Regions from separate parts of the Mus musculus genome. Here all the other regions are linked to region 7. A link is a contact called in public HiCAR-type and promoter capture Hi-C data. All regions are on one chromosome and are shown on one strand. The core of a region is the stretch at or near the end of the contact, and the rest is flanking DNA. Distances in the headings are between cores, read along the strand shown.

What was found. Promoter capture Hi-C pulls out the DNA fragments that hold promoters and counts their contacts. HiCAR-type assays count read pairs that join an accessible place to other places. Capture Hi-C pulls out chosen DNA fragments and counts their contacts.
Region 1: a contact with region 7 is called in a promoter capture Hi-C map of adipose tissue, with 2.7 times the contacts expected there. The contact joins the promoter of Adat1 here to the promoter of Dhodh in region 7. A contact is called at or near these places in 4 of 39 promoter capture datasets (the C10 cell line, liver and pre-B cells) and 1 of 9 other capture datasets (adipose tissue).
Region 2: a promoter capture Hi-C map of liver shows a contact between it and region 7, with 2.7 times the contacts expected there. The contact joins the promoter of Terf2ip here to the promoter of Dhodh in region 7. A contact is called at or near these places in 2 of 39 promoter capture datasets (liver and pre-B cells) and 1 of 9 other capture datasets (liver).
Region 3: a contact with region 7 is called in a promoter capture Hi-C map of the HPC-7 cell line. The contact joins the promoter of Cyb5b here to the promoter of Dhodh in region 7. A contact is called at or near these places in 7 of 39 promoter capture datasets (the HPC-7 cell line, cranial neural crest, hippocampal neurons and 4 more) and 3 of 115 datasets of contacts at active chromatin or transcription factors (astrocytes, embryonic forebrain and large pre-B cells).
Region 4: a contact with region 7 is called in a promoter capture Hi-C map of embryonic stem cells, with 4 times the contacts expected there. The contact joins the enhancer-like site here to the promoter of Dhodh in region 7. A contact is called at or near these places in 9 of 39 promoter capture datasets (the 3T3-L1 cell line, the C10 cell line, cranial neural crest and 6 more) and 2 of 115 datasets of contacts at active chromatin or transcription factors (astrocytes and large pre-B cells).
Region 5: a contact with region 7 is called in a HiCAR-type map of astrocytes, with 6 times the contacts expected there. The contact joins the enhancer-like site here to the promoter of Dhodh in region 7. A contact is called at or near these places in 4 of 39 promoter capture datasets (hippocampal neurons, maxillary cranial neural crest, pre-B cells and 1 more) and 1 of 115 datasets of contacts at active chromatin or transcription factors (astrocytes).
Region 6: a promoter capture Hi-C map of maxillary cranial neural crest shows a contact between it and region 7. The contact joins the enhancer-like site here to the promoter of Dhodh in region 7. A contact is called at or near these places in 8 of 39 promoter capture datasets (3T3-L1-derived adipocytes, the C10 cell line, cranial neural crest and 5 more), 1 of 15 datasets of contacts at CTCF or cohesin (large pre-B cells), 1 of 484 Hi-C or Micro-C datasets (B cells) and 2 of 115 datasets of contacts at active chromatin or transcription factors (acute myeloid leukemia and embryonic forebrain).

What each region holds. Positions count from the first base shown.
Region 1 is chr8:111,990,036-111,993,707 of GRCm38.p6, forward strand. Adat1 (adenosine deaminase, tRNA-specific 1) reads right to left here and starts at 2,267. Exons shown (of 10, transcript NM_013925.5): 1 at 2,146-2,267; 2 at 170-377. The coding sequence starts at 338. Kars (lysyl-tRNA synthetase) reads right to left here. Exons shown (of 14, transcript NM_053092.3): 14 at 3,404-3,671. The coding sequence ends at 3,573.
Region 2 is chr8:112,009,809-112,013,480 of GRCm38.p6, forward strand. Terf2ip (telomeric repeat binding factor 2, interacting protein) reads left to right here and starts at 1,551. Exons shown (of 3, transcript NM_020584.2): 1 at 1,551-2,334. The coding sequence starts at 1,674. It overlaps Kars (lysyl-tRNA synthetase), which reads right to left and starts at 1,546. Exons shown (of 14, transcript NM_053092.3): 1 at 1,402-1,546. The coding sequence starts at 1,460. It also overlaps the pseudogene Gm6793.
Region 3 is chr8:107,148,526-107,152,070 of GRCm38.p6, forward strand. Cyb5b (cytochrome b5 type B) reads left to right here and starts at 2,136. Exons shown (of 5, transcript NM_025558.5): 1 at 2,136-2,348. The coding sequence starts at 2,187.
Region 4 is chr8:107,517,687-107,521,396 of GRCm38.p6, forward strand. Wwp2 (WW domain containing E3 ubiquitin protein ligase 2) reads left to right here. Exons shown (of 24, transcript NM_025830.4): 8 at 215-425. Among named protein-coding and RNA genes, the nearest start is that of Gm51547, 14 kb to the left of the region's middle. Within about 2 kb of position 2,330, at least 106 of the 459 cell types and tissues checked have an H3K27ac peak or open chromatin away from gene starts, as enhancers often do. A contact at or near this core is called in embryonic stem cells and second pharyngeal arch cranial neural crest, where this site is marked.
Region 5 is chr8:107,170,552-107,173,990 of GRCm38.p6, forward strand. The region is part of intron 3 of Cyb5b (cytochrome b5 type B); the gene reads left to right. Among named protein-coding and RNA genes, the nearest start is that of Cyb5b, 22 kb to the left of the region's middle. Within about 2 kb of position 2,145, at least 21 of the 459 cell types and tissues checked have an H3K27ac peak or open chromatin away from gene starts, as enhancers often do. A contact at or near this core is called in astrocytes, where this site is marked.
Region 6 is chr8:107,559,818-107,563,132 of GRCm38.p6, forward strand. No RefSeq gene overlaps it. Among named protein-coding and RNA genes, the nearest start is that of Mir140, 10 kb to the left of the region's middle. Within about 2 kb of position 1,519, at least 126 of the 459 cell types and tissues checked have an H3K27ac peak or open chromatin away from gene starts, as enhancers often do. A contact at or near this core is called in acute myeloid leukemia and pre-B cells, where this site is marked.
Region 7 is chr8:109,607,375-109,610,643 of GRCm38.p6, forward strand. Dhodh (dihydroorotate dehydrogenase) reads right to left here and starts at 1,299. Exons shown (of 9, transcript NM_020046.3): 1 at 978-1,299. The coding sequence starts at 998.

The DNA of each region.
Region 1 (3,672 bases), core at 1,017-3,516, 2.4 Mb after region 7:
AGGATTCTCACAGATGGAGTCAACGGGACTGCAGTTCCCTTGGGGTGGTTTGTCGCCACCAGAAGTACTGCGCCACCTGGTGGGCAAAATGGGGAAAACACCTAACATAGTTCCCATAACCCAGTAAGTTGCAATGGTTGCTGACAGGGAGAAAGAAAGGGGCTCTCACCTTGCACTTCCTTCTCAGGGATGTCACAAGCTTGGTTAGCTGAAGCCTGAATCTTCACCACAGCTGCCAGCAAGGTCCACTCACGATTTGGCTCAGGCTTCCCCTGCTTGGGCAGTCTGACGTTATAGTGTGCATAGCACAGCTGAGCGATCTCATCCGCGGTCCACATAGGTGGAGCTGGAGCTGAGGCCACTATAGAAAGCCAAATCTATCAGAACAGAAAGGAGAAACAGCGTAGTAAGATAGAACCTCACTCCAACACTCCAGCCATCTCTAGTGAAGCCCCACGGTGCTCAGACTAAGGTTGTTTTTTTTTTTTTTTTTTCTTATTAACCTCCCTCCCTTCCCATCTTTAATGAAGAGTGAAGCCCAGGGGCCGGGCGTGGTGGTGCACGCCTTTAATCCCAGCACTGGGGAGGCAGAGGCAGGTGGATTTCTGAGTTCGAGGCCAGCCTGGTCTACAAAGTGAGTTCCAGGACAGCCAGGGCTACACAGAGAAACCCTGTCTCAACAAACAAAACAAAACAAAAAACAACAAAAAAAGAGTGAAGCCCAGAAGACAAGCTATTTCTTCAAGATCAACACAAATGATAAGTTAATGAATGTGGCCATTCTATGTTTTACACTGTCCTCTCAGATTTCAGCTTGCTTTGGGCATGTTAGCACCTTACAAGGTTTCTTTTGAGACAAATGTTCTTTTCCTCCGTTTCTAATCTACCTCACTCCAGCAAATTTCCAAAGTCTCTCACTGAAAGCTCTCACAGCAGCTGTGTTTAAGGGTGTGGGCATGGAGTTATACTTTCTAGGTTTCAATCTCAGTTTTAATACAGATGAACTGTGTGATTCCTGGGTAATTAGTTTTCACATCTGTTAAAACATGACTAATAGTATTTAACATTTTTTTTTCTAGACAGGGCTTTTCTGTGTAACAGTCCTGGCTGTCCTAGGACTTGCTCTGTAGACCTGGGTGCCCTGGAACGCACAGAGATCACCTGCCTCTGCCTCCTTTGTGCTAGGATTAAAGGCACGTGCCACCTAGCTAGTATTTAACATCTCTTATAAATACTTAAAAAGGCAAATGTCTATATACTGTGATTAGCATTCAGAAGATACAACATTTGGTGATCTGGGAAATTTGTATTGGTGGCAGAAGAGAAGCAATGTAACGGGCACACCAAGCCACTTCCATACAACCTAACAGAACATTATGCAGATCAGATCTGAAAGAGGCCTACAGTTGGCAGAAGAAATTCTCTCACTCTTGGCTGTTAGCGCTCACTGGATATAGCTCGACTTCAGTCGATTATATAAAAAGCTCCGTAGATGAGCTCACGCGATGGCTAGAGATGGCAGAGCATTTGTAGAATAAACAACAGAATTGTTTTTTTTGTTAGTTTGTTTTTTTTCTGAGCTCTGATGCGATGTTTTGGCAAGGTATTTCTAAGACTTCTGCAAAATGCAGGCACATTTTGCAGTAAATGGTAATGACTATTCTGGCAGGGGCTGACAGAGATTGTAACTTTCAAGTCTAACGCAGAGAAGTCTTGTATTTCTAGAAGGAATCCCAGAATCCTGTTAGTTCCTGATAGGCATCACAGAAGTTTATTTTATGAAGGTAGCCATCTGCCATTAAATTCGAGGTACACATTAGAACTACAAAACAAGGGGACGAAGCGGTCCAAACTACATCACGTCATTCACGCAGTTGTCGAACGTTTCGATATTTTGGGTCCGCTGTAATTCATCTCTACAACCCCAGGGCTCCTTCATACGAAGCAGCTCACAACAGGTATTGCTTTGGCTAAAAATAACAGTGCAAAGGTTGAAAAAACAAACAAACACTTCTTTTCCCACCCTTCCTACCGCAGGGCTGGAGAGCCTAGCAGGGCTGAGACCCCTCCCCGTGGGAGCAGTGGACACAGGTCCTCACAGTCTCCCCCCACCGCCCTCCCCTCGGCCAACTGTGTAGAGCTAACCCCGAGACGCCGATCCGGAGTCCCTCACACCCTATTATCCACGCGCCGCAACCTCCACGCGATGCCCCTCTACCGCCACGCTCGTTTAACCAGGTTGCGCAGCGGAAGTGACGCCCTAGAGGGCCGCTCCGGTCAAGCTCTGCCCGCAAAGCACGCTGGTCTTTGTAGTCTGTGGGAACGGTGCAAAGGGGAGGAAGCCGCCTCCGCAGCAAAGACCGACTTAGCTCGCATCTCATCAAAATTTTGAACAGAACTATAAGCAGATCCTCTGACAGTTTCTCACCTCAGTCATGGGCTTGGATGACCTGGCCCTCACTCATTTCTCTCATAACCCATTGTTATTCTTCAAATCGTTTCTTTTTTTTTTTTTTTTTTTTTCGAGACAGGGTTTCTCTGTGTAGCCCTGGCTGTCCTGGAACTTACTCTGTAGACCAGGCTGGCCTCGAACTCAGAAATCCACCTGCCTCTGCCTCCGGAGTGCTGGGATTAAAGGCATGAGCCACCACTGCCCGGCTCTTCAAATACAGTCTTATGGACATATATGCATGTATATATTTTAAAAGATTTATGTGCGTGTGCCTGTATCAATTGTCAATTTGTGCACATATGTGCATGCAAATGCCCAAGGCAGCTAGAAAAGGGTATTGGGAACTGGATCACGGTTGCAAGCTGCCTGACACACGGGTGCTGGGTACTGAAGCCTGGTCCTCTGTAAGAGCATCAATCCCTTGCAGCACTGAGCCATGTCTCCTGTACTGCAGTCTAAGTCTGCCTCCAGCCAAAAGGAACCTGCACTGGATCTGGTCTGGTTCTCCCTCAACTCTGCACTCAAGCCCTAAAGAAAATAAAAGGGATTTTTATGGAAGAAGTGACTTGACTTTTGTTCTCTGGTTGTTTCCAGTATTTCAGCACAATGGCTCATACTGAATAGACAGACATTAATATACATTTATTAGAGATTCTGACTGCAGGTGGGGCCGAGAAGTTGGCTTAGGAGTTAAGAGCACACCCTGCTCCCATGGGGCTGACCTTCGTTTTTCAGCCTCCGTGCTGGGCAGCTTACAGTGCCTGTAACTCTGGCTCTAAGGGACCCAACATCTCTGGCCTCAGGGCACCTGCACTCTAAATGCACACACACACACACACACACACACACACAATTGATAATAAAAATAAATCTTAAAAAGAATACAATGACAGAGCTCTAATTAGACCACTCATCAGACCAGCAGCCCGGGGGAGAAAAAGTAACACTGCATGGGTAAAGAGAGAAATGATTTATTTGGTAACGAGGAATAAAAAGAACTTCTTTAGTTCTTCTCTCTTGTGGAGGTTGGACTGCAGTGGCCAGATGGACGGCGCCACACAGGAATCGCTCCCTCAGACCAGATCTGCTGAGATGCAGACACCATAGTTGCATGTGCCTTCTAGACAGAGGGGCTGGCCTCTGTGCTCTCTGGGGTTTCAGTGGTCGCTGCAGTTTCCTTCTTGTCCTCTGGCTTCATGGCAGGAAACAGAAGTACTTCC
Region 2 (3,672 bases), core at 301-2,800, 2.4 Mb after region 7:
CTTGGAAATGTGGGCATGAACATTTCTCTTGCAAGATTACTACTGAGATTAGACAAAGTTTGTATAGTGCCAGCGTGGTGTTTAACGGGTAAATTAAAGTCAAAGGTATATTTAAGAAAAGTAACTTGAGGGCTGGGTGTGGTGGTGCACACCTTTGATCCCAGCACTAGGGAGGCAGAGGCAGGCAGATTTCTGAGCTCGAGGCCAGCCTGGTCTACAAAGTGAGTTCCAGGACAGCCAGGGCGCCAGGGCTACACAGAGAAATCCTGTCTCGAAAAACCAAAAAAAAAAAGAAAAGAAAGAAAGAAAAGTGACTTGAAAGCAGCAGTAAGGCTTCCTTAAATTACCTGAAAACTGAGGTACTTTCTTTCGCTTGTGACTCAAAATTCCAACTACTGATTTAATAAACTCACCCATCCTCCGCTAAGGAATCCACTAAACTGCTCACACAAAGGACAACCAACCAGGGAGCCTGCAACCCATAAATTTAAACATTTTCTTTAAAATCCTTCTAAACCACACAAAGCAGAAACACAGCCATAAAAAGGAAACCCAGTTATTATCTAGAAGGTTTCTGGTATTTCCCTCGGGGATCAATAAGGGGATTTATTTATTGCTAGGGTACTAACGAAAGCAGCCATGGTATGTGACAGCTTAAACTAGTTATTTCCTACAGCTTTGGAGGGTACTATGTAGTTCCAGGCACTAAGAAGACATTCAAGTCATTGCTAGTGTTCTGTGGGTCAAGTGGACTAGAGTGTAGTCCTAAAAGCAACCAGTTAAAGGGAGGGTAATCTTATCTGCCTACTCAATTCTGGGATTTGGAGTGTTTTACAAAGATACCCCCAGCAGTGCAAAGGGAGCCTGGTGTATCCCGCTAAATAAGGCCACTTGCTCCCGTGTCACAGATCCTTTGAGTGACACATATGGGTAGGTACACTATTGTTTCAGAACGTACCCCCTTTTAACACCCAAGGTGCAGAATAACCTTGGATAGGCCAAGGATAATGTAAAGGTTCTTCTTTTAAGAACAAAGATATTTAACCATTTTCCAGTCTATCCGTTGGGGGAGTGGTTCAATTAAAAGAGCATTTCTTAGAAGGTAGGGAAAAGTTAGTTTCACTTTTCTTTGCTACCATTCCCGGTTTCTGTGCTGGCTTTCCCTAGGTATGCTCGTCCCTACGGCTAGGACCAGGGAACCCATCAGCCACGCAGTTGATCCTCCTGGGGCATCCTGGAGGCTGTAGGTTCTACGGCACTGCATCTCTGTCCCAGCATGTGCTCACCCACCGGAAAAGACAAGAGGGACCCCAGGCACAGTCGCCTTGGCGGGAAAACTCCAGGCACTTCCCATCGGAACACTGCAACAAGAGACACTTAGAGATCTTCAACGACACTTACTTCTTGCTTAGTTTCTGCTCGCCATCCACTTTGACTTCACTCTCCTGCAGCGTGGCCATCTTCCCCACTGGCCCGACCCAGAAAAAAAAAAATTATGACTAGCGTAGAACTAGAACTTCCAGGTCGTGGCTCTAAGTCCTGCCTCTTCCGGGAAAGAGGGCGGGCCCTCGGCCGGACTCTCGCTGCGCAGGCGCAGTGCTGGGCTCCTCCGGCGGAGAGTCCGTCTTAGTGGTGTCGTTTCTGCGCTTTACTTGTACAGCGGGGCGACAGGTATGGCGGAGGCGATGGATCTGGGTAAAGACCCCAATGGGCCCACTCACTCCTCCACTCTGTTCGTGAGAGAAGACGGCAGCGCCATGTCGTTTTACGTGCGGCCCAGCTCGGCCAAGCGCCGGCTGTCGACGCTCATCCTGCACGGCGGCGGCACCGTGTGTCGGGTGCAGGAACCCGGAGCCGTGCTTCTCGCCCAGCCCGGGGAGGCGCTGGCCGAGGCTTCGGGCGACTTCATCTCCACGCAGTACATCCTAGACTGCGTGGATCGCAACGAGAAGCTGGACCTGGAGGCCTATCGGCTGGGCCTGACGGAGCAGGCGTCCGATCCGAAGCCCGGGGCTTCCACCGAGGGCTCCACGGAACCGGAGCCGCAGCCCCTGACCGGGCGCATCGCCTACACCGACGCGGAAGATGTGGCCATCCTGACCTACGTGAAGGAGAACGCCCGTTCGCCCAGCTCGGTCACAGGCAATGCCTTGTGGAAAGCGATGGAGAAGAGCTCGCTCACGCAGCACTCCTGGCAGTCGCTCAAGGACCGCTACCTCAAGCACCTACGGGGTCAGGAGCACAAGTACCTGCTCGGGAACGCCCCGGTCAGCCCGTCCTCCCAGAAGCTCAAACGGAAGGCGGAGCAGGACCCCGAGGCCGCGGATAGCGGAGGTGAGGCCGGCACCTTCGGGGCTCCGGGGGGCGGGGCTGCCTGCCTGTCAGCGAGCGTCTTTTTGGGCGCCGTGGGTGGCATAGCTCAGCCCCTCTTCTCTGTTGAGGTCCGAAGCGAAAGTGCACCGTTTCCTCTTATCCCTTGTTTTCTGGTTTTAATTTGTCTTTTCATTTAACTTTTCCTTCCCGTTGACTGGATGTTTGTTCGTTGATGGATTTGGGTTTGGGAGGGCGGGGAACTTGAGTCTCTTCGCTGTGTCGCCCAGGCTGTCCCCAAACTCTATGCCTGAAATATTCTCCTGCCTTCGGAGTGACTGAGACTACGGAACAGTAACTAGTTTACAAAAACGGCTCTGTGTTCAAAAGGAACACAGTACAGTATATATGGAAATCTTCTACCCTTCCTACCCACCATACCCAGGAGGTAACAGGGTAACCTGTTTCTGTTTTCAGAAATTTCAAAGATATTTTCCCTTCCCCCTTTTTCCTTCCTTCCTTCCTCCTCTCCTTTTCTCCTTTTCCTCCACCTCTTCTTGCGCCTCCTCCTCCTCCTCCTCCTCTTCTTCTCATCCTCCATCTTTTTTATTTGAGAAAAGGCCCCTGGCCGTTCATTTTAAGATATTGCCTATATTCTGGTCTTACTCAATATAAACTATGTGAATGGCATGGCAGGTCAGTTTACTTTCCGTATTTTGGCTTAACTGAATGTACTTCTATATAAAGAGGAAAGTTGCTTTGTGGTCTTCTTAGGTGAGGTGAATTTCTAAGCACTTGAGGTTAAGATCTGGCTGTGATTAGTGTATAGTACAAAGGTGTCGCTTTTTTTACTTAGGTCGTGTTGTAAGTTTGTTTTTTGAGACAGCCAGGCTGGCCTCCCAAGTCTAGGCAATCCTCTTACCTCAGTCTCTAGAGTGCTGGAATCACACAGCTGAGCCACCATGCCTGGCTAAGATATCTGCCTTTTCTGTAACCAGTATTGACAGCTTAAATGGCAGACATTTTTGACTTTAAGGCATGCTTTCTCCATTTGGGCTGTGTGTGTGTGTGTGTGTGTGTGTGGGGAGGTAAAATCTATTTCTCTAGTTCAGCATGCTTAAAGAGCACTGAGTGCTCTTCCAGAGGTCTGAGTTCACTTCCCAGCTCACAGCCATCCTTAGTGGGAGCTGATGCCCTCTCCTGGTGTGTCTGTAGACAGCTACAGTGCGCTGTCAGTGTGCCAGTCTCTTGCTCTCCAGGTTCCTGAGTATTCTCTTTGCTCTGCCTCCCCCTTCCCTCCTCCCTCTTTTCTTCTCCCTTCTTTCCTCCCCCTCTCCTCTCATGGCCCAGTTTAGTGTGGAC
Region 3 (3,545 bases), core at 886-3,385, 2.5 Mb before region 7:
GCCGACTAGGCCATCTTTTGATACATATGCAGCTAAAGACAAGAGCTCCCGGGTACTGGTTAGTTCATATTGTTGTTCCACCTATAGGGTTGCAGTTCCCTTTAGCTCCTTGGGTACTTTCTCTAGCTCCTCCATTAGGGGCCGTAAATGTACTTTTTAAAGGTGGAGCTGATGCAGATTTTCCATAAGCCCTAAATTCAACCACGTATAACTTTCTGGATTTTTTTTTTGGAAATCTTACTGCCTCACAAATTTTATAATAGGGTCTGTGGGAGAATGGCGATACAAGAAGCAAGCTCTTTGCTCTGTGTTTCATTTTCACTGTTTTGTAGGGATATGCAGTTTACAAATCTGTGTGCTCACTCCTACATGCACAAGGAAGCTGGAGGAGTGGTCACGTGTCTTCATCTGTCATTCCTCTTCAGGTTCCCTGAAAGAAAGTCTCTCCCTGAACTTGGGGCTTGCTGTTTTCAGCTCTACCAGATGGCCAGCAAGCTCTCAGGAGCTGCCTTCCTCCACCACCACCCCAGAACTAGAATTACAGGCATAGGAAGGCCTGCCGGGCTTTTACTGCCGAGGGAGGGAATGGTTAAGTCGTCACTTTTGCTCAGCAAGTGCTCTGAGTCTCTACTGTGGTGCCTTTCCCCTGTGCTGGCTGGTTTTGTGTGTCAATTTGATGCAGGCTGGAGTTATCACAGAGAAAGGAGCTTCAGTTGGGGAAATGCCTCCATGAGATCCGGCTGTAAGGCATTTTCTCAATTAGTGATCAAGTGGAGAGGGCCCATTGTGGGTGGTGCCATCCCTGGGCTGGTAGTTGTGGTTCTATAAAAGTGCAGGCTGAGCAAGCCAGGGGAAGCAAGCCTATAAAGAACATCCCTCCATGGCCTCTGCATCAGCTCCTGCTTCCTAACCTGCTTGAGTTCCAGTCCTGACTTCCTTGGTGATGAACAGCAATGTGGAAGTGTAAGCTGAATAAACCCTTTCCTCCCCAACTTGCTTCATGGTCATGATGTTTGTGCATAGAATAGAAACCCTGACTAAGACAATGGCTTATAACCTGCAAGCATAATAAACCTTCTACTTCTCCAGCTGGTTTTGGTCAGTATTTATGAGAGCCATCAGAGCAAACTACAGTACATAGTTTGTGTAATTAGGAACTTAGGTTATGGAAAGTAGACATGGTGGTGTCCTTTTAAGCCAGCACATGGGAGGCAGAGGCCTCTGAGTTCCAGGACAACCAGGCTTACATACTGATACATTTCTAAACAAACAAACAAACAATAAAATATTAGTGAAAGAGGTTGCAAATAGTTTACAGAGTCATGAGTGCTAGGTTGTGAAGTAACACCGTGAAACATTTTAGGATGATCAGCCTCTTAGTTTTCACCGCAATTAAAGAGAAAGGCTCGCAACCTTGCACATTAACTTAGAATTCCAAATTACCTAGACTTTTAGCAAGGGTCATTTGAAGTAAATCCTATTTTAGGCCATTTAGAAACTAAAACAGTGTAGATGAGCCCTGATCACTGAAGAATTCAGTTAGAGATTGTTTTGTCAGTAGTGGAAGAAACTTAGGACATCTACCCTTGCCCCAACTGCTGTCCTAAGGCCTTGTACCTAAGAGCCATGGAGTCCAACGCCACTTGTGATTTACACAGTGGATTGCTGGGCTCACGCCTCTCTTAGCACACTCTCTTTAACACACATCCCAAACCTCTGGGCAAGGAAGGTAGAGGTCACCACACCCATTTTAATTGTTGAGCCTTTTGGAGCCTAAAGGGAACCAGTCTGGGGGACAGCAAAGCTTGTAACCCCGGGGGCTGCAATTCTGGATGGGAAGATCAAGGGAAAATGCGGGTCCGTTCATTCGGGGACCCAGGGTGGCAGGAAGGGAAAAGAGACGCTGGAAACCGGCTCTTTTCTTTTAGGGCCGGGCCTGCCCATGGGCCGAGCAGAGAGAATGCTCTCCTGTGGTGACACTTGTCACCCGGCCACGTTTAGGCGCTGGTCCAAAATCACGATATCTGATTGGCAAGGTTGGAGGGGCTGGTCGACGCCGATTGGCCAGTCGGACGTCGGACCAGGTTTACCCGGTTACGGAAGCCGAGGAGGACCCAGCGCGGGCCGGCAAGTCAAGGAAGTTAGCGGTGGAAGCCCAGATAGCGGCGGAGAGGGCTTCGGATCCCATGGCGACCCCGGAGGCCAGCGGCAGTGGCGAGAAGGTCGAGGGCTCCGAGCCCTCCGTCACCTACTACCGGCTGGAGGAGGTGGCGAAGCGAAACTCGGCGGAAGAGACGTGGATGGTGATCCACGGGCGAGTCTACGATATCACCCGCTTCCTCAGCGAGGTGCGGGCCGGGGAGGCGGGAGGCCTCCGCGCGCTGCCGGGGTGGGGGTGGGGAGAGGCCACGCGTGGCTGTCCGGCGCCCGGAAGGAACCGTGACCCTCGGAGGGGCTGCAGTCTCAGCCTCGACTGACAACGTGCGTTTCTCAATGCATGGAGCACTTGCAGGATGCTAGATCACACGCCAGGCCATCAACCCGTTTCCCATAAAGAGAAACTGAGGCTCACGGAGGCCGGGAGCTCTCAAGGGCACACACTTAACGACCTAATCGAGCCCAGTTCAGAACTGCTCCTTTCCAGGAAGTATGCCTTAGAAAGCAGTGCTTTGGGGGGCTTTTATTTTCTAGAGGAGAAGGCAGTTTTTTTAAAAAGTAAAAACAATTAAATTTTGTATGTGGGGGGGGTGGGGGTGGGGGTGGGGGCATCTGCATCTGCGTTTGGTGCCAGAGGTCAGAACCCCAGGAGCTGGATAAGAGGAGGTTGTGAGCCTCCTGATGTGGGTGTTGGGTACTGGATCTTCCGAGAAAACAGAACATGTGCACATGTGCTCTTATCCAGTGAGCTGAGATTCCTCCCACCCCTGTTCCTGGTTAGGCAGTAGAGTGTGTGGGGTGTGTGTGTGTGTGTGTGTGTGTCCGTGGAACTTTTATGTAGAGCAGGCTGGCTTCGAACTCAGGGATCCTTCTGCCTCTGCCTTCTGAACGCTGGGGTTAAATGTGTGGGCCACCAACACCTGGCTTTCAACCCTTTTGTTAGTGCTTCAAATCAAATCTTATTACTCAAGATCTCTTTGAGACTGTTGGGCCACAGATAATTTTCCTCTTTGTGACAGGGCGTTTTTCAGCTTATTACATAGTCTCTGTAGACCTTGAACTTCTAATCTTCCTGTATATGCCTTTCTAGGGATCAGATCGCTCATGCTTATTAGGCAAACACTGTCAACTATATTACACCTCTAGCTGGGGTTTGACAAGTGTATTTGACCATGTAGTCACTACAGTAAGGAAAAAGAACATTTCACCCCACTAAGATGTTACTCTCTTGTTCCTTTGCTGACTGTCAATCTTTTTTTTTTTTTTTTTCCAAGACAGGGTTTCTCTGTGTAGCCCTGGCTGTCCTGGAACTCACTCTGTAGACCAGGCTGGCCTCAAACTCAGAAATTTGCCTGCCTCTGCCTCCCAAGTGCTGGGATTAAAGGCGC
Region 4 (3,710 bases), core at 1,080-3,579, 2.1 Mb before region 7:
TGAAGGGTGTGCAAAAAGGCGAGTGAGCAAGCTTCTTCCACCTCCGAGTGCCAGAACCAGTGCCTACTAGGCCTGGTTTTATAAAGCTCACAGTTGTTGTCTAATCTGAGTAGGCTAGTATCACAGATACAGTGTTTTTGTCTGACATGTGAAATCTAGTAAAAGAAAACATTCTTATTCCTGTTATCTTTAAGTATGGTCTATGCATTTGCAGTGAATGAGGAACCTACTCCAGCCAGTGAACCTGAAGAATCGTCGGTTGTTGGTGTAACATCCCTGCCTGCAGCAGCCTTGAGTGTGTCCTCAAATCCCAACACAACATCTCTCCCTGCACAGTCCACACCAGCAGAGGGAGAGGAGGCCAGCACTTCCGGGACACAGCAGCTCCCTGCTGCCGCCCAGGCCCCTGATGCTCTTCCTGCTGGGTGAGTAGTCTTGTGTTCCATCATGGCACTCTCCTCACCAGGTTAGAAACACTGTGGTTGTTGCCCAGTGCTCAGGGGTCTCTGGCAAAGCTGCCATGTATAGAAGCAAGAGTGGTGTCAAAGTGCTTGCTCTGTGTACATCTCACGGAGCACCTGAACCACCCGTGCTGGCCAGTGCTGCTTTATGCTGGGACTTAAGTGGACAGCCTCTGTGGAACAAGGAGCTCATTGCCTTCGTGGGTTGTGGGAGGATGTCTGACTAGTGACTAGCTTTTTCCCTCCTGAGCTTGACCTTGGCAGTCCACAAAGGATTCAGGCTTTAGGTGCTCAGTTGCTGTGACTGTGTTATTTCCTCAGCTGTGGCCAGTGTTAAGTTGGGTACTCGTCTTCTTGCTCTCTTTGTGTAGCAAAGATCTCGACCCAGATGGCAACTCCAGCAAGACAAAGGAAAGCTCATTTTTGACTATGTAGTGAGTGGAGATTAGGACCATGGATTCTGGGAACTGACCACATGGTTCAGTGGATAAAGGCACTTGCTACCAAGCCAGAGTGTTTATGTCCTTTGACAACCACACACACACACCGTATAAACAAATGTAGAAAAAAAATTAAAAGAACATGGGTCCTGTTCCCCCCCCCCCCCCACACACACACACACACAGGATAAACCACACCACACCAGCAGTTGAATCCATTCCTGCACCTCACCCTTGTGGCCTGGCTGTATGGTTTACATGTTGATTATGTGCTGATAGCGAGCATCCCAGTGGAGGGACTCCAGTAAACGGTGTGTGTGAAACATGCGGAGAGACATGCGAGGATTGCTTTGAAGTAGTTTTCAAGGAGACACAAGGCGGGAGACTGCTTCTGACCTGGGAAATGGTCTTATTTCAGTTAAGACTGTGGTCAGGGCTGGTCCCACTGTCCACCCTGGTCATCAGTATGGTACCAAATAAACCAATGTCCCATGCTGGCAAGATGGCTTAGTATAAGGTGCCTGTCACCAAGCCTCACCCCCTGAGTGGAGAGAGAGAGCTGACCCCTGCAGCTTGTCCTCTAGCCTTCACACTTGCCCAGTGGCTCATCCCCTACCCCAAAAAATGCTGTTGTTAAAAAAAAAAAAAGTTTTTGGTGCACAGCTCAGCAGGTGAAGGTACTTACTATCCAGTCTAAGTGCCTGCGCAGTCCCAGTCCCTGCGTGGAGGAAAGGGCTGAACCATCCCACACAGACACACAGACAGAAAGGAAAGTTTCAAAGGAGCCCGTGTCTGTCCTGCTCAGCACTAGTGACCTGTTGAGGCAGGCTTGAGGACGCTGTGGATTCCTTCAGTGGATAATTTGTACAGACATTGGAAAGATGTCACCTGCTTCATTTCTGAACTCTCAGTTGTTAAAAATCCTCTATCAGAAAGTGTGTGTGATTTTTGCTGTTTATACTAAACATTCATGAAACTCCTTTCTCCTGATAATGTGCTGATCAAGTGAAAACCATTGCAGATAGTTCTTATTATCTCAAACCTGAAGAAAACTGGAGTGGTGAGAGGGAGCTTTGAAAAGGCCATTTATTTTTATTATTATTATTATTTGGGGATAATGTGTTTGATTTTGAAAGAAGATTATTAACCAAATGCTTGTGTATCCCTGTAGAGATTTTATTTTCTATTTTCTAAGTGGGAGATTTTATATTGTTCTTATTTTCAAATTTGTGTGCTATAATTTGAGAGAAACAGAGCAGAATCATTTTGGCAAAAAGGAGAGAAAATGGCTGCCTATGTCCCCAGTGAGCTGTTTGTTTTCTTTCCAGAGCAAATGCCTGGAAGGCCGGCCTCACTTCTGTGTCAGTCACAGGCAATTAGGGCTAATGGCTCGACATGTCTTTATGCTGGGCGTGTGAGGCTTACTGTTCTCTGGGATTGGGCACTTCCTGCTCCTAGCAGTTGGAAAACTCCAGGCTCTGAGAATGTTCTTTATTCAGCAGCCCAGGGAAGCCTGCCCCACCCCTTTCCTCTCTTGGCCAGAGGCTAACCACTTTTCTGCGGTGGAGTTTGGACAGTGTCTGTTTCTTAGAGCATTTAGAATGTGACAAGGCTCATGAGAGTGTGGGATGGATGGGGTGAGGAAGTGCTGCTGCCCACTTTTATGTGTAGGATGTTCCAGAGAAGAGTATGGAACCCCCAGTTTTCCAGGGGTACTTGGTACTTCACTCAGTATCTGGAGGACCACGTCAGGGCTCAGAGTTTGCCGCCTTTGACTGAAGCCAGCCACCAGCACTGGTGAGCTCACAGTAGTGGGGACAGCAGACGTTTGGGTTGGCTCTTTGGTATTGGAACCCAGAAAGGACACAGTTTCTATATTGACCCTTCCAATTTGTAAACCTGAAATGCTCTTCAAGAGGGCACTGGGAGAAATCACAGAATACCTTTATCTTTTATGAAAATTTATAAACAAGGCATGTAAACTGAGCTTCTGCCAGTGTCCAAAGTACAGGCCATTGCCTTGACATGATGCATATTTCTTTATTTAGAAGTTTTTAGTTATGTGTTTTTAAAAAAGTTTGTATAAGTGTGTGTATATAAACACACAGAGAAGCCAGAGGACAACTTTTAGAGAGTTTGTCCTTCTAGCCTGTGGGTTGTGAGAGTCAAACTCAGGTTGTGTACTTGGTGGCAAGTGTCTTACCTACTGAGCTATCTCACTGGCCTGCGTTTGTCCATTAGATAGATTATTCATTACTGTTTAAGAGATGGCAAGTCCAGGACTGGGCTTGGCAAATGTAGAGCTAAGTGAGAAATGGTGTGTGCTCAGAATAGTTTATGACGTCTGTTCTGGTCCCACTACGTTCTCTCTCTGGGCACCTGATCCAATCCCTTGGTGTCCTTGAGAACTTGATGCCAGCTCTTATTTCTCTATCTTGGGCCCACTTACTAGCTGTGTATCTTAACTCAATCTATACCAGAACATCCTCTGATCTATCCAAACCTGTCCTGAATATGGTCTACCATTGGCCCAGGAGACCACCAGACCATTGTCTTTCTTTACATTAATTTTTTTAAAGATTTATTTATTTTATGTATATGACTACACTGTAGCTGTCTTTAGACACTCCAGATGAGGGAGTCAGATCTCATTACAGATGGTTGTGAGCCACCATGTGGTTGCTGGGATTTGAACTCAGGACCTTCAGAAGAACAGTCAGTGCTCTTAACCGCTGAACCATCTCTCCAGCTCCTACATTAATCTTTTAAAGTAAAACTCTAAGATGAACTTTCCTGCTTGAAATGCCAC
Region 5 (3,439 bases), core at 895-3,394, 2.4 Mb before region 7:
TTAATTCCAGCACTCAGGGAGGCAGAGGCAGGCAGATCTCTGAGTTTGAGGCCAGCCTGGTCTACAGGGTAAGTTCCAGGATAGCTAGAGTTATACAGAGAAACCTTCTCACAAAACAAAACAAAACAAAACACAAAACCAAACCAAACCGAACCGGTTACACACACATACAACAAAAACAAACAAAACAAGAACAAACAAGCAAAAAACCAAAATGATAACAACAAAAAATTCCCTGGGGAGATTGCTCAGTGGCTAAGAATGCAGTTGCTCTCCAGGAGATGAGGGTTGATCCCTAGCACCCTTCTGGTAGCTCCGAATTGTTTATAATCCCAGTCCCAGGGGTCCAGCCTCCTCTTCTGGCGTCTGCTGACCCTGCATACACACTGTGCACAGTGGCATTCCTATAGGCAGAACAGTCATGCATATAAATGAAATAAAAAGAGCCAGAGAATGTGATCTATGCTTTCAGTCCCAGTGCTTGGGAGGGAAGACAGACGGATCTCTGCAAGTTCATCTTCACTTTTATCCAAACAACAATTCTGGGTTTTTGTTGTTGTTTTTGTTTTTCATGATAGAGTTTCTCTGTGGAACAGCCCTGACTGTGCCTTGTAGACCAGGCTAGCCTTAAATTCCCCGAGATTCCCCTGCCTCTGGCTCCTGAGTGCTGGGATTTAAGGTTTGTGTCACCCTGCTTGGCTCCCAGAATTCTATTTTTTTTTTTTTTTTAAAGATTTATTTATTTATTATATGTAAGTACACTGTAGCTGTCCAGAAGAGGGAGTCAGATCTTGTTACAGATGGTTGTGAGCCACCATGTGGTTGCTGGGATTTGAACTCCGGACCTTCGGGAGAACAGTAGGGTGCTCTTACCCACTGAGCCATCTCACCAGCCCCAGAATTCTATTTTTAAGGAATTTGGACTTTACACCTGTCAGGAAAAAAGGAAAAGCTAAATCTTAGACAGAAGGAATCATTTTAACATTTCTGTTGTGAGCCCAGCCTTGAATGGCTGAGACAGCTCTTCAGCCCAGTAGGAAACACCTTATTAATGCTCTGCGAGCTTTCTTTATTGAGACTCCAAAGTGTGTTTACTGTGGCTTTGAAAGAAATTAGTTTATGGGTTCAGTTTGGGAAGACCTCTTATTTTTACTTAAAACATGTGATGGATACTGTGATAAATTTTTTTTCTACAAGATATCTTCTTTATAATATAAAGGTCTTTCTTAGCCAGGCGGTGGTGGCGCACGCCTTTAATCCTAGCACTTGGGAGGCAGAGGCAGGCGAATTTCTGAGTTCGAGGCCAGCCTGGTCTACAGAGTGAGTTCCAGGACAGCCAGGGCTACACAGAGAAACCCTGTCTCGAAAAACCAAAAAAAGAAAAGAAAAGAAAAGAAAAAAAAGGTCTTTCTTTCTTTCTGTCCTCATTTCCTCAGAAATTTAAACTCCTCTGTGCTCAGATTGTCCACACCTTCCCAGTTCTCTCACCGGCTCAGCTAGAACAGCAAGTGTAGCACTTGGGTGTTGGAAACCCCCGGTGTGCTTTGCCTCACTTACGGACCAAGAGGAAAGCGTGGAAGTCTTTTCTACTTCCTATAAGCAGGCAGTGGCACCTCCCATGTTCTCGGCTGCTTCCCTTGACTTCTGTCATTTAGAGGTTGTTCCGTGCCCTTTAGTAAAGGGATAGCAGTCTGGGTGTCTCCTAGCTCATCCTGGACACAATAGTCTCCCCCTCTTCCTTCTAGATTCTCATTCTTCATTGAGCCAGGAAATAATGAGCGGGTTTGACACAGCAATTCAGATTGGCCTGGGCACAAGAATTCTTTCAATTCAAGAGGCTGCTTGCTTGGCAGCGTGTGCCTTCTGTTGCCCTGAAATCCAGGGTGTGTATATAATTAACTCTTCTATACTGCTCGCTCGCTCTGTTAAGTTACTAAGGAGATGGAATGACTCTTTAAACGTTTGTGACCACTGACGGTTGGTTTTCCCTCTCCCTCCTCTTACCTCACTCAGTCTTGAATCCTCTTGTGACATTAAGGTAAAATTTGAGCTAATATGATCTTAATTGAACATTTCTAGAGAACGCCACCCTGAGTCCAAGCTTTCACAGGCGACCTTGAACCTAGTGGCCCTCACCAGTTTCCCAAGGCGATCATGAACGCACTCATATGTTAAAGCAAGAGAAAGACACTGGTCAGTTACGGTCTCTAGAACTCTATCAGTTGTTTCTTGTTGGTTTTCTTATTGTTGATACAGGAGGCACAACGTTTGTGCGGAATCCACTGCAGTGTTTCAGAAATTCTGTTCCTTGCACCAGTGTTCTTTTCCTGGGCTTGCACTAATTCTGTTTAGAATCTCTGGAGTCGAGCTAGCTTTGCAGTTTGTTTGTTTTTTTTTTTAGATAATTTATTTAATTTTATTTTCTGTACATTGGTGTGAACGGGAGCTACAGACAGTTGAGGGCTGCCATGAAGGTGCAGAGAAAGGAACCCTGGTCCTCTGGAAGAGTAGCCAGTGCTCTTAACCAGTGAGCCACTTGTTCAGCCTCCTGGGTTTGCACTTTAAAGAGCACAGGTGATAGGAAGGAAGGCAGGCAGCACACCCTGTGCTGACCGACGTGCCTGTCTGCCTGCCACTGCAGATAAAACCCGGGGACACTGAATTTGCTCCTGTGCAAGCATTGCTGCCTTCTGTAAGCCAAGCAATTAGAGACTGATCAGCTGAAATAAAATGATTGGCCCTGGATTTTCCCCCCCTGCAAGAAGTATAGAAAAGCCTCCTCGGAGCACCAAGTAGCATGGTGACTTAGATGTGGAAATGTAGTATAGCCCCATCCAGGTTAGGGAGGGACGGAGAGCTGTGCTTTCAAGCCTGTTTTTCTCCAGTTACTTGTTCCCCAGGGACCCGTCTCCATTAGGATCCTTCTGGCTGTTGTTTGTTTCCAGCAGGTCGTCTCTTACCCTCCAGGCACATTAGGCAAAGGCAGCCTTTTGGAAAAATTTCAAGGCTACCTACCAGGTCTTCATAGAATTATATTCCAAACTGATTTCTTTTCCAGGAAGAAAGTCTTGATCCCTCAGCTTTATCTCCGTGCTTGATGTTAGCAAAAGGCTGAGAAGTGATCCGGCTTCTCACAGAGGATGAGGCAGACACTTCCTATCCTAGGATGCAGAGATGGCTTTCCTTCCCGAATGGGAGGGAAGCTCATTTATTAATTAGTTTCCTTTCTGTGGTTCAGGGTTTCTGAATCTGTAAAAATATGATTTCTGAAGCACAGCCTTCATTTTTGTGGGATAGAGTTCTCATCTTCTCCTTCCCTTCCCTTCTCTGCACCACTTCTCCCCCTCAGGCAGCCTCTGCCTTCTTCCCAGAGAAAGTCAGTGTTCCAGACCTGGGTCTGCTGTGTCTGCTGAGGATGACCTCGAACTTCAGCCCTCCT
Region 6 (3,315 bases), core at 269-2,768, 2.0 Mb before region 7:
AGTTCTCAGCATCCACATAGTGCTCGACATCTATTACTGAAGTTCCAAGGGATATATGGCCCTCTTTTGATCTCTACAGGCACCACACACACACACACACACGATGCACATACATACATGCAGACAAAACATACTTGTATCAAAAGAGTTTTTTAAAGCCAAACATGCATGAGCTAGACCACCATCGGATGCCTAGATATCAAATGACTCCCACGTTCTGTGTTGATTCCAGGAGACAGAGACTGGCTGCCTTGCAGTTTTACTGACCAGTTCACCTCTGTCAGTTCCAAAGCCTTCTCCCTTTCTCATTCCCCCACCCCCGTCTTATTTTGGGGCGTGAGGACTTAAAAACAGGTCTGTGTTCTAGCTAAGTACACAAAACCTAGCTCTTTGCCCTTCCAAAGGGTTCTTTTCCCACTTGCTGAGGAAACATTATATTTTGATAAAATTATGAGGAACTTTCACCTGATACACAAAAGTTTCATAGTAAAGTTTTTGTTGTTTTGTTTTCTTGAGATAGGATCACACTATATAGCCTGGCTGTCTGGGAACTCACTATGTAGACCAGGGTAGTGCCAAACTCCACAGCATTCTGCCTCTATGGTGCCAAGCTGTTGAGTGACTTCTTTCATTAATGAGATGTGGGTGGCACTTCTCATGTTGGTCACCATGGGTTTCATTCCTTCACTGTCACGTGTCATTCATACCGTGAATGTTCTGTAGCAGACCCATTGCATTCCTGAGGTGAGCTGCGCGCTGATGGTCCAGCCGCTTGCCAGTGTCTGCGTAGCTTTGTCCTATGACCTCAGGCGGGCCCCTAGGAGACACTCCTGGAAGCTAGATTGGTGTGCACAGGAGGGTTTCTTAGGTTTTGAGACAGTTCTTGCCGTGAGGCACAGCTTGGGGCTTGATCCTCTTGCTCTGTCCCAACCACTGGGATAGCAGACACACAAACACACACATACACCCATACCCAAGCACACTTTTGTTTTAAAAATGTAAAATGTTCAAATTCAGACACACAAATGGTCTGTGCCCAAAGGTCCCCAACACTCTTTGGTCCCTCAGCCATTTTGGTCCCAGTCAGTTGCTTTCAGTACTGGAGCTATTCAGACCTGTCACCACACCAGCAACTCCCCATTGTTAGGTCTCAGGCCCTCCAGATGACTTCTGGTGGAGAAATGAAAACCTCTGGGACTTGTGAAATGAGTGTTCCACCCTCAAAGGTTGTCCCTCGCCACAGCTACTCTTCGTACTTAGAACCCTCCCGACGTGTGCTCTCAGTATTTTCTAGTCTCTGCTCTCTGGTGTGCACTCTCTCTCCCTTCCCCTCTCCTCTCCACCTTCCCCACCACCCCACTACCACCACCCCCACCCCACCCCCGTGCCTTCTCTCCTGCTTCCTAACTCTGGCCATGTCCCATCTGCTTTCATTTCTTCCCAGATGCTTTCTAATCGTCTTTAATGGAGAGGTCACGTCAGCAGTTTCTTTACTGTGCCCCACACACACTCGTGACCTCGTCAGGCATGGGCTACAGTGTCTGGTTTCCCTTTCCTGTCTTCCGATTACCCTTACTTACGCTGTGTAGCAGCACGTTATAAATGCTTCCCGTTTCCCCAGTTTGAGCCTTGCTTAGTGCTTTGCACAGTCAGCCTCTGACCGAAAGCATCGAGATCTAGGCTTTAAACTGGGCTTCTATTTTGTGCGGCTTTATTGTTATTTACATCAGAAAAGTGAAGCAAGAATTTGCTGTGCCATTTTGGAAGCCTCGGTTTGATTTCTTTCGGCTTTGTTGTAACTCTCTGTGCATGGGGGTGGGGGGTACATGTGAGTACTAGGCTGCAAGCCCCTGTATGTGCACATGCTGTGGACAGAGCAAGTGTCTCCCGCTGCAGCTCCGCACAGTTGCTGGTTTGAGATGGGCTGTCATGGAGCCAGAAGCTGTTTTAGCAAAGCAGGTTGGCCAGCCGGCCAGCTCCCACATCTGCCTGTCTCTGCCTCTCAATGCTGGGGCGGCAAGTTCTGAGCAGCCATTCAAGCTTTTTGCATGGGTGCTGGACATTCAGGCTCAGGTCCTCAAGCATTCTGACCCACTGAGACACCTCCCCAGCCCTGTTCATTTTTGAGACAAGCGCTCATTCAGGTTAACCCAGGTTAACCCCAAACTTGTTCCGTAGCTGAGGCTGGCTTTGAACAGCTGCTTCTCCTGCCTTCACCTCAAGAGTGATGACGTCAGGAGCACATGCCTTGGCAGGTGTAACAGATTTATAAGATTTTTGTTACATTTTAAACTAATTTATGGGGGGAGGGGGCACCCATGCCCTTGCATAAGTGTGGAGGTCAGAGGACAACTTGCAGGTGGGTTCAGAGAATCAATCAAATCAAAATCAGCCTTGGTGGCAAGCGCCTTTACCTCCTAAGCTGTTTCCCCTGCTCCACTCGCCCTCTTCCGTGCAGGGTCTCAGGGATCCCAGGCTGGCCTTGAACTTGCTAGCGAGCCGAGAATGACCTTGACCTTTGTTTTTCCCTCCCTCGGCTTCCAAGTGCTGGGCTTGCACAACAGAGGCTGGGGGCTGAGCTCTGGGCTTTGTGAATAATAGGCAAGCACACGCAATATCAACGGAGCTACATCCTCAGCTCCCATTCCAATGTCTTCATTGTAGCAACCAAGTGACACAAGCAAACCACAAAAAGAAAAACACGAAGGTTCCATTTATATGAAGTGGCCAGAACTGCAGATAAAAAGTAAATAGTAATTGCCAAGAGTGGGGGAAGGGGGTTGCTGTCTACTGGATATAAATTTCAGGGTGTTTTTATTGTTTGTTTAGTTTGGGTTGTTTTTTCTCTTGTTACTGAGGTTTTTTGTTTTTTGTTTTTTTTTTTTTAGACTTTAAACATGAGCACATTGTCTCATTACTTTCTCTCCCACTCCTGTGATCCCGCCTCAAGTCCATTCTTTATTGTCACATACACAGTATGTGTGTGCACTCAGGGTACTGTGGCAGAAGGACTGGGGCTTACCGTTAGTCTAGCCTATATAGTCCAATGTTGCATGGGCCATATAGCAGGTGTCTGTCTCAAAATGTCAACAATAAAAAGAACAGGTGTGCTTGGGTGCACCTGTAATTCCTTCCGCTGTTAAAAGCATCTTCAGCTACATAACTGATTTAAAGGCTAGCCTGGGCTACACGAGACCTGCCTCAACAAACCAGCAACAGCAAAAACCGGGAAATGCTTTGTTTTTGCATTCCCCGATAACATTGTCCTCATTGTCAGACTTGAGAAATCCCTACCACCTGTCGCTGCTTACCCTG
Region 7 (3,269 bases), core at 49-2,548:
CAAGCAAACCTGTTCTTCAGGAGAGTGTAACCCAAGAGACAAACTAATGGCCACATAAACATAGAGCCATGACAAGTGACATGAAGGGATAAATCATGGAAGGATCTTGAGGAAGCGAGTAAAAGCTGACTTTCAAAGGTTAGACACAAGCTAAAGAGGAGATAGCAGCTGGAGAAGAGATCTCTAGGTGGATGAGGCCAATGAGAGGGGCCAAGGCATGGGGGAGGGATAGACGGCTGCTTGGAACTAAAAGGAAAACACTGCTTTAAATGAAACAGGAGAAAAGAAGAGAGGCGTCAGCCAACATTTGGCTAACAGATTTGGTTTAAGTGCACGTGCTGCTCTGCCAGAGGAACTGAGTTCGGTTCCAGCTCCCATGTCAGGCGGCTCACAACTGGAGCTCTAGAGGATCCAAAACCCTCTGGTCTCAGAGGGTATCTGCACTCACGTGTGCACACACGCACGTGCGCGCGCGCCTACACTTTTTTTTTTTTTTTTAATGGGATTTGTCCACTAAACAAGGAAGTAGCAGATATGATCAGATTTGCCTGCAACACAAACCAAGTATTCATTCTCCCTCCTCGGGGAGTTTGCAGAAATTCCTCAAGTCAAGCACCAGTATCTGTGCCCTTTTTCCAGACCAGGGTCACAACTAAGAACTCTTCACATGGAACTTCCATTCTGACCACACTTGATCCAAAAGGGTGGCCTTATGTCTTATTTCATCCCTCCTTGGAGCGTAGGCGATCGTGTCCTCACAAAGGCCCGATACTTGGATCAATTTAAAAAAAAAAAAAATGCCCGCGTATCTCTCAGGTTCAGCCTAGCCTCTGCCCACATACGCTTGCTTTTTGCATGCCCTTAGCTGTGCACGTGCAGGTCACACTTCAAGGGTCCCAGCCTTTCAGTTTCCCAGCCTCATCCCCCTCCCTGCCGGTTATCCACACCACGAATGAGCTTCCCCGCGCAGGACTCACTCTCAGCTGTCTCCACGCCATGCTCCTTCTGCCATTAAGCCCGCCTCTGCCTGCATCCCATTGGAGAATGTGGGCTCGGCTCCACCTATCTCCCAAGCCCCACCAGCCGGCCCGCCCCTAGACGTTGATTGGACAGCCGAACGCGTGCGCTCTGCCCGGAGTCAGGCTCCGTGGCGGGACGTGCCTACTTTCTGTCTTGTCGCTGTCGCGCCTCCTAAGGGACGCTGCTCTGAAGTCGCGCACCCTTCCTTCGGTGCAACCGTGAGGAGGAGGCTTCCGGAAGTCTCGAGTGGGGAGCAGACGCTTCCGAAATCTGCAGACCAACCCCAGCGCCCGGTAGTGCGCACTACCCTAATGCTTCCCTGTCCCTGGGAAGGAAACAAAGGGCGATGCAGCCCGAAGGTTCCGCACGGTTGTCTTTATGCCGGTGCTGCGGTATGGCTTTCATAGCCCCCTTTCTGAAACAGAAATCCTAAGAATTCTGTTTTATCAGGGCAGTGGTGGCGCCGGCCTTTAATCCCAGCGCTTGGCAGGCAAAGGCAAGCATATCTCTGTGAGTTTGAGGCCAGCCTGGTCTACAGAATGAGTTCCAGGAGAGCCTAGGCTACAACATGGAGAAACCCTGTCTCTACAGGGAGAAGGAAAAAAAAAGTACACTCATGCAAACACACAAAAATTTACCCACTGGTTTTAAAAGTAAACTCTGAGGTGTTGATAAGTAAATATGGTTTTATTTTTAAGATAATCTTATGGTGTAGGCCAGGTTTTTCTAAAAACCAATCCTGCCTCAGCACTCAAGTGCCTCTGTGCCAAGCGTTTACAGAGGCCAGAGGAGGGCATTGAATCCTCTGGAACGGTAGTTACAGATGATTGGACCCACGTACTCTGGCCCTTAACCTTATGTTTGTATCCTATTGTCCCCCTTCCCACTGGTCCCCTTCCTTTTCTGGAATAATACTTCCCCACTTTAGGTCATAATTTGGGTCAGGTTACAGGAGGCTGGAGAGATAGCTCAGCTGTTAGCACTTGATGTTCTTGGCGAGGACCCAAGTTCCGTTTCCAGCACCCACATCAGGTAGCTCACAACTGCCTGTAACTCCAGGACCACATTTCTTCTGGGGCACTGTACTGGTTTTCCCATACCAACAGGTAGATGTGTGTGTGTGTACACATAAATTCTAAAAATAAGTCCTTTTAAGGTCTGTATCCTGCATACAAGAAAAAAAGCATATTTAGCAGTCTGAGATTGGCTTGCTTCATGTAACATGATCTCCAGTCCCATACATTTTCCTGTAAATTACCTCATTTTATTCTTTCTAATGGTTGAATGTTGTTCCATACCATATATGTATCATATATATCATTATCTTGATCTGTTTGTCTGTTACTGCTTCCATAAACTGGCTGTTGTGAATATTGCTCCAAAAAACATAGATATACAGGTACCTCGGTCATATGCCAGCTTGGATTATTTAGGGACTATACCTAGAAGTGACGTATCTAGGAGTTTGGGTTAGTGATTGAATGTTTGTTTGTTTGTTTTAAATTTGTTGTTCTGTGTGTGAGAGAGTTCAGACAGCAGCCTGCTATGGCAGACATGTGTAGGCCAGTAAATAACTCTGGGGGGGGGTGGGGGCGGGGGCATGGTACATGTATAAAGATCAGGGTACAACTCGCAGGAATCAGTCCTGTCTTTGCATCATGTGCTTTCTGGGGACAGAACTCAGGCTGTCAGGTGTGGCAGCAAGCACCTTTGACCACTGAGCTGTCTCACTGCTTGAGGATGGGTTTGTTATATTGATTTTGAGTTTTGGTTTTGATTTGGGGTTTATCTGTGGCCTGGAACTCAGAAGTCTGCCTGCCTTTGGTTCCCTAATGTTGGGACCAAAGGTATATACCACCATGGTGTATTTATTTTGTATCGTGGTATTTTCCTGAAAGTTGGTATCGTCTATTAGAGTGTTCTGGTGGAATTCTCAATGTGTTTTAGGTATAGGCTCATATTGTCTACAAATAGGGATACTTAAGTTCTCTGTGTCCTGTTTGTAGCTCTTCTATTCCTTTATCTTGCCTCATTGCTCTCTAGAGAATAATCTCAGTGCTGTACTGAGTAAAACTGGGAAATGGGTGCCTTTACTCATTCCTCATTTTAGAGGAAATTCTTTCAGTGTTCCCATTTGGTACAGCATAGGGTATAAGTTTATCATAGACAGCCTTGGTTTGTGTGTGTGTTTATTCGTTGTCGTTAAGAAGTCACAGACGTTTCTGGAATCCCTTTCATTACCTTCTCCA